Linked DNA regions of Mus musculus: all the other regions are linked to region 3. Evidence: chromatin contacts called from public Hi-C and promoter capture Hi-C data. All regions are on one chromosome and are shown on one strand. Each heading gives the region's core, a stretch centred on a gene start, on an enhancer-like site or on the middle of the called end of the contact. The rest is flanking DNA. Distances are from core to core; before and after follow the strand shown.

Evidence for each region. Promoter capture Hi-C pulls out the DNA fragments that hold promoters and counts their contacts. Hi-C and Micro-C count contacts between places; a contact is called where the count stands out from the background.
Region 1: a contact with region 3 is called in a promoter capture Hi-C map of the HPC-7 cell line. The contact joins the promoter of Arhgef40 here to the enhancer-like site in region 3. A contact is called at or near these places in 8 of 39 promoter capture datasets (the C10 cell line, the HPC-7 cell line, cranial neural crest and 5 more), 1 of 115 datasets of contacts at active chromatin or transcription factors (memory CD8 T cells) and 3 of 9 other capture datasets (adipose tissue, liver and pancreatic islet).
Region 2: a contact with region 3 is called in a Hi-C map of CD8 T cells, with 3 times the contacts expected there. The contact joins the promoter of Mettl17 here to the enhancer-like site in region 3. A contact is called at or near these places in 10 of 39 promoter capture datasets (the HPC-7 cell line, cranial neural crest, embryonic stem cells and 3 more), 5 of 484 Hi-C or Micro-C datasets (CD8 T cells, the G1E-ER4 cell line, differentiating embryonic stem cells and 1 more), 6 of 115 datasets of contacts at active chromatin or transcription factors (bone marrow-derived macrophages, embryonic stem cells, epiblast stem cells and 1 more) and 3 of 9 other capture datasets (adipose tissue, liver and pancreatic islet).

The regions. Positions count from the first base shown.
Region 1 is chr14:51,982,077-51,986,528 of GRCm38.p6, forward strand. It overlaps Arhgef40 (Rho guanine nucleotide exchange factor (GEF) 40), which reads left to right and starts at 2,757. Exons shown (of 24, transcript NM_198249.4): 1 at 2,757-2,915. The coding sequence starts at 2,913. It overlaps Gm16617 (predicted gene, 16617), which reads right to left. Exons shown (of 3, transcript NR_045728.1): 3 at 4,313-4,452.
Region 2 is chr14:51,883,508-51,887,557 of GRCm38.p6, forward strand. It overlaps Mettl17 (methyltransferase like 17), which reads left to right and starts at 1,335. Exons shown (of 14, transcript NM_001029990.1): 1 at 1,335-1,516; 2 at 1,644-1,797; 3 at 1,881-2,015; 4 at 3,391-3,472; 5 at 3,716-3,797. The coding sequence starts at 1,439.
Region 3 is chr14:52,139,484-52,143,735 of GRCm38.p6, forward strand. Rpgrip1 (retinitis pigmentosa GTPase regulator interacting protein 1) reads left to right here. Exons shown (of 25, transcript NM_023879.3): 13 at 1,073-1,216; 14 at 1,640-1,790. It also overlaps the pseudogene Gm18976. Among named protein-coding and RNA genes, the nearest start is that of Rpgrip1, 31 kb to the left of the region's middle. Within about 2 kb of position 1,253, at least 111 of the 459 cell types and tissues checked have an H3K27ac peak or open chromatin away from gene starts, as enhancers often do. A contact at or near this core is called in CD8 T cells, the HPC-7 cell line, bone marrow-derived macrophages and 2 more, where this site is marked.

The DNA of each region.
Region 1 (4,452 bases), core at 1,507-4,006, 160 kb before region 3:
GCTGTTTCTTCTGCCTTCCCCCCACGTTAGGGTAACTCCATGCACAGCTTCTCCATTGCAACCATACAGAACACTTCTTAGGAATTGATTTAACTATTATTCTATACCAAGTCTAGATAGAAGTGGACTTTCTTTCTCCTTTGGTCCACAGAGACACATTTACCACTTTTAGACACTCAGCACTATTACAAAAGCAACATTATATTAATGGGACAGTGAGGTGGTAGAAAAGGTGGTATAATAAAGTTCTTGTATGTACTTTGACAGCTAAACTACTATAACTTACAACTTGGTTAAGAGTGAAAATGTGGAGTCAGACAGCTGGACACAAGCCCTGGCTTTCCCAAGTACTGTACAGTATATATTCAAAGTTACATCATTTCAATAAAATGAAATGTCTTCTTCTATGAAATATGTAGGAATTTTCTAGGTTCGAAAGAACTCGAAATATATAAACCACAGAAGTAGATGCTCACAGTCATCTATAAGATGGAACACAGGGCCCCCAATGGAGGAGCTAGAGAAAGTACCCAAGGAGATGAAGGGGTCTGCAACCCTATAGGTGGAACAACAATATGAACTAACCAGTACCCCCAGAACTCGTGTCTCTAGCTGCATTTGTATCAGAAGATGGCCTAGTCGGCCATCACTGGGAAGAGAGGCCCTTGTTCTTGCAAACTTTATTTGCCCCAGTACAGGGGAACACCCGGGCCAAGAAGCAGGAGTCGGTGGGTAGGGAAGCAGGGCGGAGGGAGGGTATAGGGAACTTTCAGAATAGCATTTGAAATGTAAATAAAGAAAAAATCTAATAAAAATAAATAATAAATAAAAATATATAAACCACATTGAAAAGTATCTGTGATGCAGGAGAGGACCTGTTAGCTTGGTATCTTCTCTATCTCTGCTTTATGCTATCCCTTCACATCACCTACCAAAGAGCACACACCAACTCAGACTGCATTGTATGCACACTGGTAGGTAAGAGTTCCCTACGGAGAAAGGGCTGTTAACCACTGTAAGCACACACCATGTACTGAAACTCATGGTAAGAAGGGATAACTTATATCTCAGAACCTAAATCCAAACTCCTTCACGCCACCAGTTCAAAGCTTTTGAATGGATCTTTTTTCCCATGATATATGTTTATATCTCACTGCCTAGCTATGGGTGTCCCTGGATTCTACCAAATGATTTGAGCATAAGGAATCTTAAGTTCCAATAAGGGAAGGTTCAATCGTTCCAGACCGAGAATGGGTGAACTAGATTTGATGAGTAAGGTTTACAGAAAATCCTCTGAAAAAAAACTTCCCTAGAAGGCCTCTACAACCTGCTGCTGGGCAGTATTTACCAGGCAGACACCAGGGGGTAGTAAAATCTCACTCTCTTGGTCATTAATAACAAGGAGACTGAAGAGTCTACCTTAACTGGAAGGTTGGAGATAGCTCCACAGTTCTTGCCGGTTAATCACAGGGTTTTCCCTGCTTGAGATTCTTTTTTAACCCTATGAACCAGAGGGCTCGTGTCATCCCCATGAATTAAGTTTCTCCCTTCTCCAGACCCACAGGAAAAGGGGCAGAATGTAGCATCCTAAGATGAAAAGAGCCTGTCATGGAGGCCCTTTCTTCTCCTCCTGCTCCAAGCCTCATCGACTGTATCCACTACCACACGTCTTCTAAATAAACTTTACCCTCTAACTGCAATGCCAACACCTTCACGATCTCTCTGGGAAATGAGTACCTTTCAGATCGCCTCCCAAATGTCCACCTTTTGGACCAGTCTGTGACTCAGAGACAGGCAGGGCAACCCCTTGATGTGCTGCGGTTCCTCAAGCCTTTTTGAGAGACCCCACTCGGCCTTCACTTCCATGTAGAAGTGATACTCGAGTTTGTAGGTGAGGCAAAAAAAAAAAAAAATTAAAGGAGCCTAGCCCCTTTTGTCTGAAGTGTAAGATAATAGTCACTGCCAAAAGCCCTAGCATATGGGCCACTATCGCCCTGCAACAAGAAGGAAAGATCTGACATCAGTACTAAAGCGTGGGGTCTAATCCGGGAACTGTTGCTTCCCCTTCTCTAACCGCAGAGCAACAGGGGTCTAAGGTAGAGAAAAAGGCAAAGGCAGCGTGGAGCAACTCCGCAAACGCCCCCAGACCCTACAGAGGGATCCTGATCCCGGGGCCCTGGCCTCTCAGCCGTGACACATATCCCCCCACCCCACATGCCAAGCCTTTACTTCGTAATTCCCCTCATCCCCCGCCCTCCCCAGGCTGCACACAGGAGCCCATTGTAGTCTCATGGAGCCTTGAGACCCAAGAAGGTGGAAGGGGAAGAAGGGCGGGCAAACGCCCAAGGCTTGGGGGAATACCCTAATTTCCCGGCCTTCAGCTCTACCTAAAGGGAACTAAAGGCTGTGGATCGACCTGGGCCCCAGGACCTTGCCAAGCCTTGCCACGGACCGGAGATGTGTCATGGACCCTAGAGATGGAAGAAGGCTTTTGGCCGCCGGGCAACCTGGGACCTAGGCGGGTCCCCTGCAGGGTCCCGAGCTGAGGCTGAACTGATCCCGCAGAGCGAAGAAGACGCGGGAAACCCGGGGCGTCCTCAGCTGGGCGGTTCTCGGAGGGGGCGGGGCGGGCTGGCAGCAGACAGCCAGGGGAGCGGAGGCGAGGCTTGTGGCCAGGGTTGGGGGGGCTTCTCGGCTGGGGTCCCGGGCTGGGCGGGGCGGTGCAGGCGGCCGTCTCGGCCCTCCCTGGCGGGGCCCCCGCGGCCTGGGCTGCCGAACGAGCGGGGAGAGCCGCGGTCGCCGCGCGAGTTGTCCTGCAGCTAGACCCGGCGAGACTGAGCGCCCGGAGGGAGGCGGTGGCTCACCCGCCCCGCCCGCCCGCCGGAGAGTGGGACACCTCCCGACGCCGAGCCATGGTGAGTCCCGCGAAGCACCCCGGTGTCCCCTCGGCCTTCGCGCAGCCCGCTCCGGGCCCCCAGCCCCGTGCCTCTTGTGCCCGCTTAGCGCTCCTTGGCGCTTCGGAGACTCTCCACCCTCCCATCCCCCCTTCTTTTCTTCGATCTGCGGTCCTGCTGCCTGCTCAGTCCCTACCGAGTATTGCCATGACCCTTTCTTTCTTCTGTGCCACCTCCCCATCCTTCGATGGTCTTTGCACACATCCCACCCCCGGTCTTTTTGGTCCTACCCAGTCTTCTTTTGCTGAGTTTTCCCTCCCCCTCCCTATCTCAGTTTTTCACTCCTGGAGACCCTCTGCGAGTTGGTCTGGCGGCAGCCCTTGAAAGGGCACTGTCCTGGGTCATGAGAACTGACCTGCCTGGAACCACCATTTTCCATCCCAGTCCCCAAACCCGGTGAGATGGGCCCACCCATCCGGCCCTGAGGGACTAGCCACAGCTGTGGCTGGGCCAGGGCCAAAGGGCATGTCCAAAGGGAAATTCCCTCACAGAAAGGGGGCTGTTTGGGGGTGGGTAGGGGGTGTTCCGCAGTACCAATGGGCGTGACGTTGCCAGAGCCAAAACCATAGTTTTTGGGACAAAGTTCCCCGAGGTTCATGCAGCTGCAGGGAACTGAGCTGTTCCTGACAGTGCCTGCCTCAGAGCACTGTCGCTGCAGGGAGGGATCTGGATGGAATCCTGTAGAGCAGAGGCTCGGAGAGCAGCAGCTCAGGGTACCAGAAGCCCATGTCAACCAGAGTGAACACTAAGCCCGGAACTTTCCGGCCAGAAGTACTATGAAGTACTACGGGGAGAGCGCCCACTGCCCAGGCGGGTGCAGCCTATAATGCTCATTGCAGAGTGGAGGAGGGGGAGAGGCCCTGCCAGGGCAATGTCTACGGAGAGTCTGGGAAGCATCACCCTGCTCAGAGGGTTGGAGCAAGACAGGAACTAGGCCAGTGAGCGCTGACTCAGTCTCGCCCGTCGTTTGGTCCCAGCCGACCAGAGGCCTGGTGTCTTGGGCTCCTGCCCACCTCCGCCTGCTCCAGACCCCTCCTCCCCTCCTGCCGAGGCCGTTTCCTGTGGCTGCGACTCTTGTTCAGCCATGAGCTCACCGCCCCTAATGGGTTGCAGCTGCTTCGCTGCTCAAGCAGTAGCTCCCCGGATCCTAACTTCGGAGCTCGGGCCCACCCAACCTCACCCCTACCCTTCTTCCCACCCACGTACACAGTCCTGAGAACACTGAGGGTCTGTCTGCTCGCCCACACCTTGGAGCCAAGTTTGGGCTCTGATAACACAGAATGCTGGTCTCTGGGGTGTCTGAATACCCTAATCTTCCCAAACAGCCGGGATTAAGCAACTCTGGCTGGAGAGATTTCAGAGTAAAATAAGTAATTTTTGTCTTGGGGTGGAAGCAGAACCGTCTGCAATGGGTAGAGAGCTAGTAAATGCAAAGAGAGGTAGAGAAATAAATACTGCAAAATACTTTCCTCATTTACAGCAAAGACATCTGATAAAC
Region 2 (4,050 bases), core at 85-2,584, 260 kb before region 3:
CTCCAGAGAGTCATTGGATAAAATCAAACCTCTACTACCCACATAAGACAAACCAAGCATCTAAGAATCCAGCTCACACAGATACCCATATATGGTCCTGTAACTTTTCTAATTGGACTGAAGACTATAGAGTACTCTTCGTCCTGTCAGCTAACTTCTGCCCCCAAGAGGCTAAAGAGGAAACCACAGCTGGGTAAAGTACTGCTGCCGGGACCCAAGAATTTACAGGTCCATGAGTCTTTTTTTTTTTTTTTTTTAAAGATGTATGAGTGCTCTGCTGCATATACATCCACAGGCCAGAAGAGGGCATCAAATCCCCTTACAGATGGTTGTGAGCCACCATGTGATTGCTAGGATTTAAACTCAGAACCTCTAGAAGAGCAATCAGTGCTCTTAACCGCTGAGCCATCTCTCCAGCCCCAGGTTTTGGGGGGTTTTGTTGTTGTTGTTGTTGTTTCCCCACACACACACTGATTAACCCTTCGAACATTTAGCTTAAAATTCTCCATTTGCATTTCAAGGACCAACAATACCCAGTACGGTGCATTGTTTAAAAATGTAACTCTGACTTTCGACTCCCTAGCACTTAATTCAGCTATCACCTATTAAGTTCATGAACTTGGGTAAATTAACCACGTGAAAAATTAAGTTAGCAACAGATGTTTGTGGAAATAAGATGGCGGGAATTCGGTGTGCTACGTGGGAAGCTCTTGATAGAAAACCTGGAGCAAACTCGCAGACAACAAATGTGAAAAAAAAGTAAGCTAATTTTTATATTTATTAATTTGCAAACTGTAATAGTTATTAGCGCTCATCGTTGACTGCCTAAATCTGATTTTTGTTATGGTCTTGTCCCGTCTCACAAAGGGAAACTAGCCACGGTTCAGAATTCTACAGCACCAAATGAAAACAAAGAAAGTCCACACTTTCCTTTTCACCTGCCTACCCCACTCTCAGCCCCACTCCTGCCCCCACCCCCGCCCAGCCCTGCCCCCGCCTCTGTCCTCCCAAGTCCCACTCCCTACCACCCCCCCACGTCCCCTTCTATCTCCCCACCCCAGTGAGACTGCTTCCCCCTCCACGCCGCCCCCATCTCCCTACTCCCCCAACCCCTCTCCCTCCTACCCCACTAGCCCCCCCTAACCCGTGAGACTGATCCCTCCCCATCACAAAACACGCCCAAGCCGGGTTGGTCTCGCCCGCAGCCACGCTCAGCATTGAGACCACGCCCCTTCTGAAGGCTAAGCCCCTCCCACGAACGGCCTTCTTCGCAGAGACGTACATAAGGTACATAAGGTCGCTTATTGGCTGTTAGCAAATACTCCCTCTTCTCATTAGTTGATACCGTCCGGGTCGAAGTTCCACGGAAGATGCTCTTAGCTGCTTGGGCTGAGGGTTACAGGCATGTGTACTTCCGTTTCCGGTGTGTCCTGAAGCCATGGCCACCGCCAGGACACCGAGATTTCTGCTGCTGTTCTGCAGATCCTGCCGCAGCCTTCGAGGACCCCAGTCCCGAGTAAGTGCATCTTCCTCTGCTGGCGGAGAACTGGGTTTCCAGAGACATCTCTCGGAGGAGGAGCGACCTCGGCGATGCCTCGGGCAGCAAGCACCTGCAACCATTCTGTTTCTTTCGCTGTCTGCAGGCATACGCCGCCCTTGTGCCCGGTGTGTCCCAGGTAGACAACGGGTCGGATTTCCTGGGGAAGAAGCCCCATCGAAAGCATCCCGGCATCCTGCATCTTCCGCACGTCCAGCTGCCGCAAGCACTGGCTGACGCCGCACAGTTAATGCTTTTTGGTGAGAAACTGCGGGAAGGGGAAGCCAGATAAAACCAAACGAGGCCAGCACGCAGCGATGACCCTTTCCATCTGTGACCACAGAGAGACCCATGCGCAGTGTAGAGAAGCAGGTGCAAGCACTCACCAACTATCTCTGGAGCCGACATTTACCTGTAGAGCCGGAGGAGTTGCAAAGACGGGCTGCGTATCTTGAGAAAAAATTCCTGGAAAAACAAGGTAGGGCTTAAAACTAAAAGGCAAACCAGATTAAAATGTCAACGAGAAATTAGGATCAAAGAATAATTTAAATCTCTCAGATAAATACTGCTGTTTCTCATTTGATGCTGTAGTAACAGCCCTACTAGATGATGCCCTGCTAAGAAGGTAGGTTGGGCCAGAGGTTGCCCTTGGAGATTGGGTAAAGGTCAGAAGTTTTGGTCTTTCGGGTTTTTTTATAAAAAATTTCCCCTCCACCGCTGCAAGTCAAAGAGATTATGACTATATTTTGATTCAGGTAAGTAAAGGCCATATGGCAGGCAGTTCAGTAAACACGAAACCCCACCTCGGATAGAAAATTATTACATTTCAGATTATTTTTAAGACTATGGACTTCATATTGTAAATTTGCCTTTTATTCTTGTATTCCCTGCACGTCCCACAGTACCTGGTTCAGGGTAGTGTCTTAGTGTTCTATTGTTGAAGAGATACCATAATCACGGCAACTCTTAGAAAAGAGAGCTTTTAACTGGGGCTGGCTTACAGTTTCAGAGGTTTAGTCGGTTGTCAGCATGACAGCATGCAGGCAGGCATGGTGCTGAAGAAATAGCTGAGAGTTCTGCATCTGCATCGGGAACTGCAGGAACAGAGCGAGACTCTGGGCTTCTCATGGCCTTTTGAAACCTCAAAGCCCACCTCCTAATCCTTTCACGTAGTGCTACTCCCTGGTGACCAAGCATTCCAGCGGATGAGCCATTGGGGAGCAAATGGGGCCATTGTCATTCAAGCCACTACTGTAGGTGTTTGTAGAAATTTGCCCAGTGGTACAGAGCTCCACACAGTCCGGAGACTTGGATTTTCAAGCCCCTTTCTATGGTAATATTGAAGATGTCTCACTCCTAAGTGTCAGAGAGTGAAAAAGTCTATAAAAGTGCCCTTATCCTGGCTTTTATTTTTATCACATGGACAGGAGAGATGGTACAGAGTAAAAAAGCACTCACCACCAAACCTGATGACCTTCTACCAAATGGGTGAAGGTGAGAACTGACTCGGACCTATATGCACACAAGAAGTAAATATTTAAAAAAAAAAAATCATTTTTATCAGGCTTCTGCTCACTATGACGCAAAACTTGGATGGGTTAAGTTGACTAAACTACTATTCTAATAGTCTAGATACTATTAGGTAGATAATATACAGACAAGATAGTGTTGGAAAGTCTTTGATACTCTGGTGATGGTGGCGGTCATCAGTCTTATCCCTCTTCCCTGAAGTTTTGACCTTTCTCGGACTTTGAGCATTTTCTCAGACAGGAATGGGGAAGGCTGGGAGGCGTGTACTTCACGGGATCTAAGCCGTTCTCCTAAGTCCTCACCTCCAGTTCTTCTCACCCTAGACTCAGCTCCCACAGAGGAGAAACTTCGTGAGGCAGTACTGCATGCCCTGCGCAAAACTACCTACCATTGGCAGGAACTCAGGTACGGTCTTCCAGAAAGGGTACAAAGAAGGCATGTTACACGTGAGGAGAGCTGAAGAGGTAGTCAGCTTTGCGTTTGAGAAAGCCTCCTGAAGTCTTCTGTACTAGAAAGTGGAAGGACTAACCAGAAGAATCGTTTCAGATTTTTTGTTTCATAAACTTTAGAAGGTAACTGGGGCTAGGTTATTTCCTAAGTGGGGGAGGGGGGAGTCTCTGACTTGTTGTTGTTGTTGTTGTTTGACAGCTACAGTGAAGAGCTGAGTCTGATCTATATGGCAGCCAGATTGGACGGTGGTTTTGCTGCAGTTTTCAGGGCATTCCATGAGGTGAGAGTCTCTCAGCATCCAACCCAGCCCCCTTTGCCATTGGTTTTGTTTTCTGTAAATTAGCCTTCTGTGGTAGGAGTTCTTGGGATGTTATGCACACACTAATGGTTTTATTTATCCTTTGAAAACAATCCTGTGGCCTAAGAAAGGTTAGAATCACTGAGATGTTTCCTATCTGAAAGTATTTTTTTAATTCATTTACTGTATGTGAGTACACTGTTGCTGTCTTCAGACCCACCAGAAGAGGGCATCC
Region 3 (4,252 bases), core at 3-2,502:
GAGATGGCTCAGCTGTTAAGAGCACTGACTGCTCTTCTCTTCCAGAGGTCCTGAGTTCAATTCCCAGTGATCACATGATGGCTCATAACCATCTGTAATGGCATCTGAGTCCCTCTTCTGGCCTGCAGGTATACATGCAGTAGAGCACTCATATGCATTAATAAAAAAAGTTGTATTTGTAGAAAGTGTTTTTTAAAAAGATGTATTTATCTTTTATTTAATATGAGAGTATTATGTCTGCATGAATGTCTGCATATCATGTGTGTACTTGGAGCCCATGGCAGCCAGAAGAGGACATTAGATTTTTCTAGGACTGGAGTTATGGATGGTTGTGAACTACCACGTGGGTGCTGGGAACCAAACCTGGGTCCTCCAAGAGTAATAGGCGCTCTTAATCATTGACCCATCTCTCCAGTCCCTTTGTTTAGTTTTTAAAGATTTACTTATTTATATATATTTTTATGCATGTGAGTGCTTTGCTTGCATGTATGTGTGTGTTCCACATGTGTGCAGTGCCCATGAAGGTCAGAAGAGGACACTGAGTCCCCTGAAACTAGAGTTATAGACAATTGGGAGCTGCCACATGGGTTCTAGGAATTATATCTGGGTTTTCTGAAGCAGCAGCCAGTGCTCCTAACCACTGAGCTGTCTCTCCTGTCCCTACAGTCTTTAGGTGTGAACTTGGAATGATCACGTGAAGGGCAAACTGCCATTTTGCTTTTATTCGTTACAATTTTGTGGGTGGGTGCATGTGCCACACGTGGTACATTTGTGGGGGGTCAGAGGACACCTTTGTGGAGTTGTTTCTCTCCCAACTCTTCTATGTGGGTTTCAGAGACTGAACTCGGGTCACCAAGCTTGCTCAGCTCAAGTCTGAGCCATCCTGCTAGCCTCCAAACTGTCATTTGAAAACTGTCACCACTCTGCTGTGACACACTGACTGGGGGCTGGGCAGTACGGGGAAGAGGGCCCTTGTGAAGTGGCACAAATCTTGTGCGTTCTGGAGAAGACATTGTTGCTGGCGTTTTACAACTCTCACCAACCGCTTTTACCAATGTTTTTCGCTGTCTAGTCCAGTGAACCAAAAGCTCAAGACGAGAATGACTTATCCCAGGTGCTAAGCGAGCTGCAAGTGTCACATGCAGAGACCACACTGGAACTGGAAAAAACCAGAGATATGCTTCTTCTGCAGCGCAAAATCAACATGTGTTATCAGGTGCAGAGCATGGGCCAGGAAGCTGGGCAGCTGAGACTCACACACACCCGGGAGCAAGCATGGCTTGGGGTCTGGGGCTGGTGGTTAGCAACGCGCTTCCTTCCTATGGAGGCGCCTCCGGACTCACTCACACATGCCCAGGCACCTGGCCCCAGAAGTCAGCTAAGGGGGAGCTCATAAAACGGCAAGTGCCAAACTTCTGGGTTCATTTTCCCCCAAAGTCCTAGGGACGCAATTACCCAAGGTGCCACAGGTGCAGCCGCGAGTGAAGGGTCTTAGAAAGCCTGAGCTTCCTTCCTGGGCGGAACCTGCCCTGCTGAGGAGGTCATCAATCTTCCTACTCCAGCCAGGTCCAGTTTTTAGAGTCAGGGCTCTTGGGTTCTGCGACACAGAGAGGAAAGTTCAGTTCTTATTTTGTTTCAGGAGGAGCTGGAGGCAACACTGACAAAAGCTGACAGGGAAAACAGGGACCACGAAGAGAAACTGGAGCGGCTGAATCACCTCCTGGACTTCAAGAACAGCCGCATCAAACAGCTGGAAGGTATTTTAAGAAGCCACGGCCTTCCAACATCTGGCAAGTCTTAGTACTTTGTTTCCATCTTGGGTGATGTCATGTGACTAACAGCGACCCAATCCTCCTGACTTTCTCTCTTTCTGCTCTCATCCTCTCTCACCTCATGGTTGGTTTGTAACTTCCTTTCCTCTTCTGCTCAGTGCAAATCTCTGATTTTTTTTTCTGGAGAATTTCCACAGGGCAGCCGTGCTTCCGGGTGGTTGGAAGAGTGTCATTGAGGGTGACTGACCCCAAGGCTGGTGAATCTCTCCTTTCCTCTGTCATTTTGTGAATCTGTGCGTATTAGCCTACGGCAGGTCTTGCCAGGTAATGCACCCTTGTCACGCATTTCCTCTCATCTTTTCCTGAGATCTCTCTCTAAAATCTTTGTTGAGATTTAAGGACGTAGGCAGAGGCAGGGCAGGCGTTGCCAGTGTGTTCCGATGGTCACTACAGAACAGGATCCACTCTCAACCTTGAGTTTAAGAAGTAGGGTTCCTCACTATGCACTCGGGAGAGAGACGACTCACCCTAGCAAACTCACCACAGTCTGAGACTTAAAGCAGAAGGCAGGGCACGACATCAGCACACATGGAGCTCAGTGAAGCGGTGCTCCTTTCTGGGAAGAGCAGGTTCCCTCATGAGCACAGCCCTAGAGTACAGGGAAGTAGTGGGGGTGGGGGGCGAGTTTACCACACCCTGAGTCTGGTAAGACTGCTGCCAAATAAACGGGCAGTCCTCCCTTGCACTGAATCCTCATGGCTTAGACTCAAGGACTCTCAGGGTAAGCACCCTTACCTACATCTGCGGGTTCATTTGTTTTCACTTTCTGTGCAGATTCCTGCCAAAGCTGAACAGCTTTCCCACGCATACCACTTAGCTGTACTGTTTTTTTTTTTTAAGATTTTATTATTTGTTTAAGATTATTTATGTGAATGCGCCATTCGTATGTATATGCCTGCAAAGGAGGACATCAGGCTTCCTTATAGGTTGTGAGCCACCACGTGGTTGCTGGAATTGAGCTCAGGACCTCTGGAAGAGCAGCTAGTGCTCCTTAATCGCTGAGCCATCTCCGCAGCCCACATTATTTCTTCTGAGAATTGCCTATCCCTACCTCTACCTTTCCCCTATGATTTAACGGTATCTCTGATTTGTACTTCCTTATATGTAAGACTATTAGCTTTGTGTTGTTAATGCCAATTTAAACATATTATATTAAGTCATGTCTTATCTATCTATCTGTCTGTCTGTCTATCTATCTATCTATCTATCTATCTATCTATCTATCTATCTATCTATCTATCTATCTATTTAGATTCGTCTCTGTGTAACCCTGGCTGACCTGGAACTTGAACTCACAGAGATCTGCCTAAATCTGCCTCTGGAGTGCAGAGGCAGATTGGCTGCTTGGCTAGATCAAATCTTATAACTGAAGAAAACATCAATTAGCTGGGTGAGGTGGCACTTTGCCTTTAATCTCCAGAACTTGGAGGCAGGGGCACACAGATCTCTATGAGTTCAAGGCCAGCCAACACAATGAGACTCTGTCTAAAACAAACAAATACAAAACAAAACAACAAAAAGGAAAATATTAATCAACTAGTGTTCACAGAACTAGTGTTCTGTGTTACTTTTTTTTTGTATTATTTCCCCCCTCTGGCTGTCCTTGAACTCACTGTGTAAATCAGGATAGCCTTGAACTCAGGATAGCCTTGAACTCACAGAGATTGACATGCTTCAGCCTTCCAAGTGCTGAGATTACAGGTGTGAACCACACTGAGCCTCCTCCCTGCCCTGTCATTTCTCCTTTGTCCCCTGCTTCCGCCACTGTTTTCTGAGCTCTTTTATGCAATCCAGGCTAGCCTCAAAATTGCAATTCTCAGGCCGGGCGTGGTGGCAGAGGCAGAGGCAGGCGGATTTCTGAGTTTGAGGCCAGCCTGGTCTACAAAGTGAGTTCCAGGACAGCCAGGCTATACAGAGAAACCCTGTCTCAAAAAAAAAAACAAAAAACAAAACCAAAAAAAAAAAAATTGTAATTCTCTTGCCTGTTTCCTGAGTACTAAGTGTACAGACATTCATTACCATCCCCCCTCCCCCGTGGGAACATCCCACAGACACAATTTTATTCTTTATAGAAACAAAGTCATTCCCTAGCACCTTCCCTTGTCTTTGTCCCTAGCAAAATAAATAGCTGTCCCTTTAGAGTGGTGACAGAAGTCCTGGGGGGTTCCAGCAGAGATGAAGAACTTGCTGGAAGGCCTTAGTCCTGGCTCTCAGAGTCAGCTGTCATCCTCCTCCTCAGACTCTCCCTCAGACACTCCCTCAGACTCTCCCTCAGATTCTCCCTCAGACTCAGGCGCACTCTTGGGCAGGTCATTGTCCATCTGCTGCAATCTTCCGGACTGGGCATCCCATGTGTATTTGATGGTCACTTTGAATTCAGTCATCTCATACCCAAACAGCCGCAGGACACGGGCCTGCTC